Regions from separate parts of the Mus musculus genome. Here region 1 is linked to region 2. A link is a contact called in public promoter capture Hi-C data. All regions are on one chromosome and are shown on one strand. The core of a region is the stretch at or near the end of the contact, and the rest is flanking DNA. Distances in the headings are between cores, read along the strand shown. Region 1 holds the start of Galnt4 (polypeptide N-acetylgalactosaminyltransferase 4). Region 2 has its middle 65 kb from the start of Gm40746.

Region 1 (2,700 bases), core at 72-2,571, 3.0 Mb before region 2:
CTGCCAAACCCTGAAAGACAACTCAAGGTTTTCGCCTCCCCAGACTTCCATGCCAGTGTCATAGGTGCCCAGGTACTGAAAATACTTCTTGCTGACAGCAAACAGTCCTCCTGCCATGGTGGGGGACCTGATGGGGTCAATTCTTGACGTTCGCCTGTCCCTTTCATGTTTGGGGACAGAATGCCACTGGAAGGTCAAACGCCAGTCAAACCCACCAATCATGGGCTCCCCGGTCTGCATGTAGAATTCGAAAGTGTTCCAGTCAATAGTGTCGATGACAGGACATACGATTGCGGTTTCGTCTCTACTGATCCTCTCCAAAAGTGGTTCCAACCAACCAGTGTTACACTCACAGTGACAATCCAGGAAAGTGAGGACATCCCCGGTGGCAAAAGTGGCCCCAATTAGACGGGCCCGGACCAGCCCCTCTCTCTTATTGGTTCTAATCAAGCGAACTCTCTCCAGGTTGCTGATGTAAGTTTCAAGTTGCGCCTTCAAATAAATTCTATCACTCAAGTCATCCACCAAGATGATCTCCTTTAAAAGCACAGCTGGAGAAGTTTCTAAAACACTGTGAATGGTCCGAAGCAGAGTGGACCAGGCTTCGTTATAGAAGGCGATGATAACGGAGGTGGTGGGGAGCGACCTGTAGTGGAACTTCTTGGCTTTACACTCATACATTCTTTTATCCTCTATGTGGCGGTGCAGGGAGATCCTGTCACTGAGGTAAATGTTGATGGCATATCTCTCAATAAGTTCTTCTTGCTGCTTCAGTTCCCCCTCGTTGAGCTGGAGTTTGCTTGCTCTCCCCCATTCCCCAAGAGCATGGGAATCTGCAGGGGGCTTTATATAAAGAGGCTGAGACAAATCCTCTTCCCTTGTATCAAGGTCCGGGAGCCGCCTTGGCCCCAGCTCCCTGGCACCGCCGGCTCCTGGAGAGGCATACAAAGTGGAGACTGAGAACTCCACCAGAATATAAGCCAGTGTTAAAAGGGCCAGCAGCAGGCAGCTCTTGCCTGCCCAGGTCCACCTCACGGCCATCCGGATCCTCACGGGTCGTGTGTAGACGCGGCCACCGAGCCAGCACGCGGGGAAAGCGCCGCGGATCCTGAAGCTGGAGTTCCCGGCTCAGGTAGGGGCGAACTTCCGAGAAGGTTCCTCCTTTCATGTAGGCGCTCGGCTCCTTTCCGACACCGGAGTTTCCCAGGGGTCACTTGAGACCCCCTCGCTCCCCGGCCTCTGGTGGTGCTCAACTGGTCGGTCCCCACTTCCTCCTGCTCGTCTCAGAACTTTTCACAAACTCTCCAGCCAATACTCCACCCTCCTCGGGCCGATCACAAACCCCTCCCCTTCCCACTCACTCCTCCTGGTGGTTAGTTCACGAAAGTTGTCTGTCAGGCCGGGACCAGTCGAGTCCTTACCCAGCAAAGACCCAGGGACCCAGAGTGGCCGGGTACATCCCATCGCGCCTGGCTCACTCAGGCAGGGATGGAAGAAAGGCTTTCTGCCAAGTGAGCTTTGGTTACTGTCAGAAAAGGAAAGAAGAAAGAAAGGAAAAACAAAAACAAAAACAACTTACCAATTTGTTTGCAGTTGGGGCTGAAGTCAGCGGAGGTGATGGCAGCTTTGTGACCTTTAAAAGAACGTTCCAGAATCGGATCCTCCTAGGATGGAAAGTTGTTAGGTTTGAAAGCAGGTGCAGAATTCCAGCTCTCGACATCAGACGTCAACGTTGCCTGTCCCCCGGGATCGAAGAGGAGGACCCCGCAGCATCAGCGGGCAGCGAGAGAGGCGTGGGCATTACAACCCGGCTGAGAGGCTCGGGCACTGCCCCAGCTTCCATCCGGAGGGGTCCCCACCATCGGGAGGAACCCCCAGCCCAGGCACCAGGGCGAGCCGCCGAGGGACCCGCCCACCGCACCGAGCTGCAGATGCTCGCCGAAGCCTCCCGCGCTCTTTAAACCTCCCTGGTGATTCTGACGCAGGCGCGCCGCGGGAACCCAGCCGGCGAGTCCCGGAGCCAGCTCCGCCTCAGCCCCGAGCGCCGGGATCTCTCCGGGAGCAGCGCTCACCGCTCAACCCGGGCACGGCGTCCCGCTCCGGGGAGGTGAGCGAGCTGCGGAGCTCCGGGTCTCGGGGCTACCTCCCAGGCCTGCCAGACTCGGCGTGGTTCCCCTCCTCCCGGTCCCGCCGCCCAAGGATGATCGGCTCCGGTAGCGGCGGGGACCTTACCAGGCCGGAGGCCATGCGGGGAGCGGACGGCGCCCGGGGCCTTGGGGGACCAGGGAGGGGTGGGGACGAGGGGGGACCGTGCGGCGCCCGGAACCGTCAGACTGGAGTGCGGGCGCTTCCCGGTCACTACAACAACGGCGGCCCAATCAAAGCCCGCGCTCCAGGCGTGGCCAGACGAGCCCCGAGACGCCGCGCGCGCGCGCGCTGCCGACAGCCGAGAGCCTGGCGGGAGCGCGCCGCGGGGGGTCCGCCGCGCGCGCACACAGCGAGCCCCGCGAGCTTCGGAGGTAGCGGACTACCGGGTTGTTGTCGGGAAGCGGGTTGGGACTTGGAGAGAGAGAGAGATGTGATCGGTGGTGGCGAAGCGGAGGAGAGTCGGTGATCGATGCAATCAGGATTCTATTACACCTTAAAGAGAACGGCGCCCAACTCGGCTACTCCGGAGAGGGGAGCTTGGGTGCACAAGCT
Region 2 (2,700 bases), core at 175-2,674:
ATGATTGGGTCAACCAGACATTTGCAAATTCATTTGCATTTCTGTGGAACAAATCACTTGCAAAGGGGCTGACAGACTTTGGACATGGAAGAGGGCTTAGAGCCCACTAAAACTTTTGAAGATCCTGCTGTCTTCTGTCTTGTCAATATGGTCTGTGCCATTCTTAGAAATACAGTAGTCTGACTAATAACAGGCAAATGTACAAAGGAAATAAAGGTAATAAAAATTTAAAATTCAGAATATAATAAGTCCTAGAAATGTATTTCTTTTACAAAATTAGCTTTGACTTTGAACTTGAAGAGCCTTACTTCTGAGGGCTCTTTAAAATGGGACATCTGCCACAATTCAGAGGCCCATTGTCTTTGAAAGCACATAGAACAGTCTAGTCTAGTGGTTCTCACCCTTCCTAATGACATAACATTTTAATACAGTTCCTCATGTTGTAGTAACCCCTGACCATAAAATTATTTTTGTTGCTACTTCACAATTATAGTTTTGTTACTGTTATGAATCATAATGTAAATATTTTTGGAGATAAGGGTTTGAAAAGGGCTTGGAACCCACAGGTTGAGAACCACCCGTCTGCTCTCTGGCTTGGAGCAATCGGGTCAGTAATCTCTGACCCCACTGAGGTATCACTGCAGGTGAGAGCCTGACTCTTCACTAAAAGCAAAGCCCTGAGAAGACCCCAGGAGAACTTGTAACACCAGTCCCACATGGACACTGTTGCTATAAGCATTGGCCGGGACCCAAGAGCCTGAGGACACCTGGACTGAAAACCTCAACCACAAAGTCATGAGGAAGACAACAAGAGACTCTTCACTAGACTGTAAGTTTGTTCTTTGGTGAGACCCTGCAATTGCTGCAGAGAAATGGAAGGTGAGCTAATGTTTATGGTTGAATCCATCGCACCACATCCCCTCCCACAAGATTGCAGAGACTGGGGGTGGAGAAGGAAGAGAGGAGTTGGTAAATATTTAAACTGTTTGGGAAAATTGCTTTGATAACAGTGAATAAAACAAAAGGAACTCAAATTATAGACCTCCTACTTATCTTCAGGAGGTAGATAAGACCCCCACCCCGACCCCAACTGGACACTTGAAACACAGATAGTACAAAGCCCTATGTATGTTCACATACTGGATTAATCCAATGACTGAGTTGTCCACCAGGTGACCGGGTACACCTGGACTGGGTAAGATCCACAGAGTGGATTCACTGAAAAATGTATATTACTGTTTATATACAATAGTGAGATTTTATTACACTGCAGAGAAGAACTGCAACTTAAAACTTACAAATTGCTCATTTCTGGAATTTTCCATTTACTATTTTTGGATAACAGCTGACCACGGTTAGTGAAACCAACAGAATGTGAAACCTCAAAAAGCAAGCCTGAGTTTAGCAGGCAAGGGTGAAAAGATGACTAGAGACAATGGAGCTTCCAACAAGGAGTCTCACTGAGGGAGGAGTGCTTTCAAAGCTCTAGAGGTGAGAAAGACCCTGGCGCATTCAAGGACATCAAAGGAAGTGAAGAAACCAGAGATCAATGTGGTAGCTCTTAAGCTTGAAAGTTGAGATGGGGCCACTTAGATGTGGATTTTAGTCTATCCTGAGAGGCACTGAGAGCTGGTAGGGGGTAAGATCCTAGGTAGCCCCAGATATTTGGGGAACTGGGGCTACATAAAGCAGACATGTTTCTTTCCTGTGGGACTCTTCAAAGACTATAAATACTGGGCATGCACTGAGAACCCCTATAAACTGGAGTAGATGCAGGTTTTCTCAATCTTTATGGGACAAGGGATGCCTTCAGAATTTTTTCCCACCACACTCTATATGATCCCCAAATTCTGTCCTCTGGGATACCATTTTGGGGAATGCAACTCAGATAGAATTAAGACTGTGTGTGGGTGTGGAACATATCCCTATATGGGCTCCCTTAGAACAGGCCTGTCCCTGGGTTCTCCTACAACCAGCAACAGACTCTGCTCCCTGCAGTGCACGGGACTGTAGTCTCTGATCCTGGGTAGTACAAATGTCCATGATCTACCAGTTCAAAGAGTTTCTTGGCTATTACCTGAAACCACCGTGGGAACCTACCGCCAGGCTCCTTGTAGATTTTCTATCATTATGTCCTTCAAACATCACTCTGAATTTCATGGTTCTTTCAGGGGTGAATATGAATTTTCATCTTGTTTTCGCAAGATGGGGTGAAGCTATCTACTGCAGCTCTTAAACTCAGCAGCTCATTGGGCTGTGTTTATTTTCTTCCTCTTTTTACTTTGGAAAGATGGGAAGGGGTGGTCTAAAGCTATCAGGAGGTCAGTGTGGCATACTCTGTGCCTGTCAGGCAGGCCTTTTAGGTGGATATTACAATCGTAGTCATGACCAACTGGGATGGCAAATTTTAGGAGACGTTTCTCCCCAAAGCAGAAGTGAAATGATGGCTTGTCCAGAGATGAGGATGAGATGAATCAATGTATCAATGACTCTTATTTGAAAAGCTGGAAGCTGAAAGATTAAATTACCAGGTACTAACATCTCATCCTTTATTCTTCTGTGTGTTGGGCAAGGGGAAGTGGGGGGGGGGGGTGAGGCAGGCCCTCATGTGGCCCATGCTGGCCTTGAACTCACTGTATAGCCAAGAATGACTATGAGATGAGTGAGAGTTTTCTAATCCTCTTGCTTTAACATTCCAAA

Evidence for each region. Promoter capture Hi-C pulls out the DNA fragments that hold promoters and counts their contacts.
Region 1: a contact with region 2 is called in a promoter capture Hi-C map of hippocampal neurons, with 5 times the contacts expected there. The contact joins the promoter of Galnt4 here to the enhancer-like site in region 2. A contact is called at or near these places in 3 of 39 promoter capture datasets (hippocampal neurons, liver and pre-B cells) and 4 of 115 datasets of contacts at active chromatin or transcription factors (astrocytes, large pre-B cells, stem cell-derived neural progenitor cells and 1 more).

Annotation. Positions count from the first base shown.
Region 1 is chr10:99,106,756-99,109,455 of GRCm38.p6, reverse strand. Galnt4 (polypeptide N-acetylgalactosaminyltransferase 4) reads right to left here and starts at 1,321. Exons shown (of 1, transcript NM_015737.4): 1 at 1-1,321. The coding sequence starts at 1,041. Poc1b (POC1 centriolar protein B) reads right to left here and starts at 2,374. Exons shown (of 12, transcript NM_027740.7): 1 at 2,233-2,374; 2 at 1,580-1,664. The coding sequence starts at 2,247.
Region 2 is chr10:96,114,160-96,116,859 of GRCm38.p6, reverse strand. No RefSeq gene overlaps it. Among named protein-coding and RNA genes, the nearest start is that of Gm40746, 65 kb to the left of the region's middle. Within about 2 kb of position 1,424, at least 13 of the 459 cell types and tissues checked have an H3K27ac peak or open chromatin away from gene starts, as enhancers often do.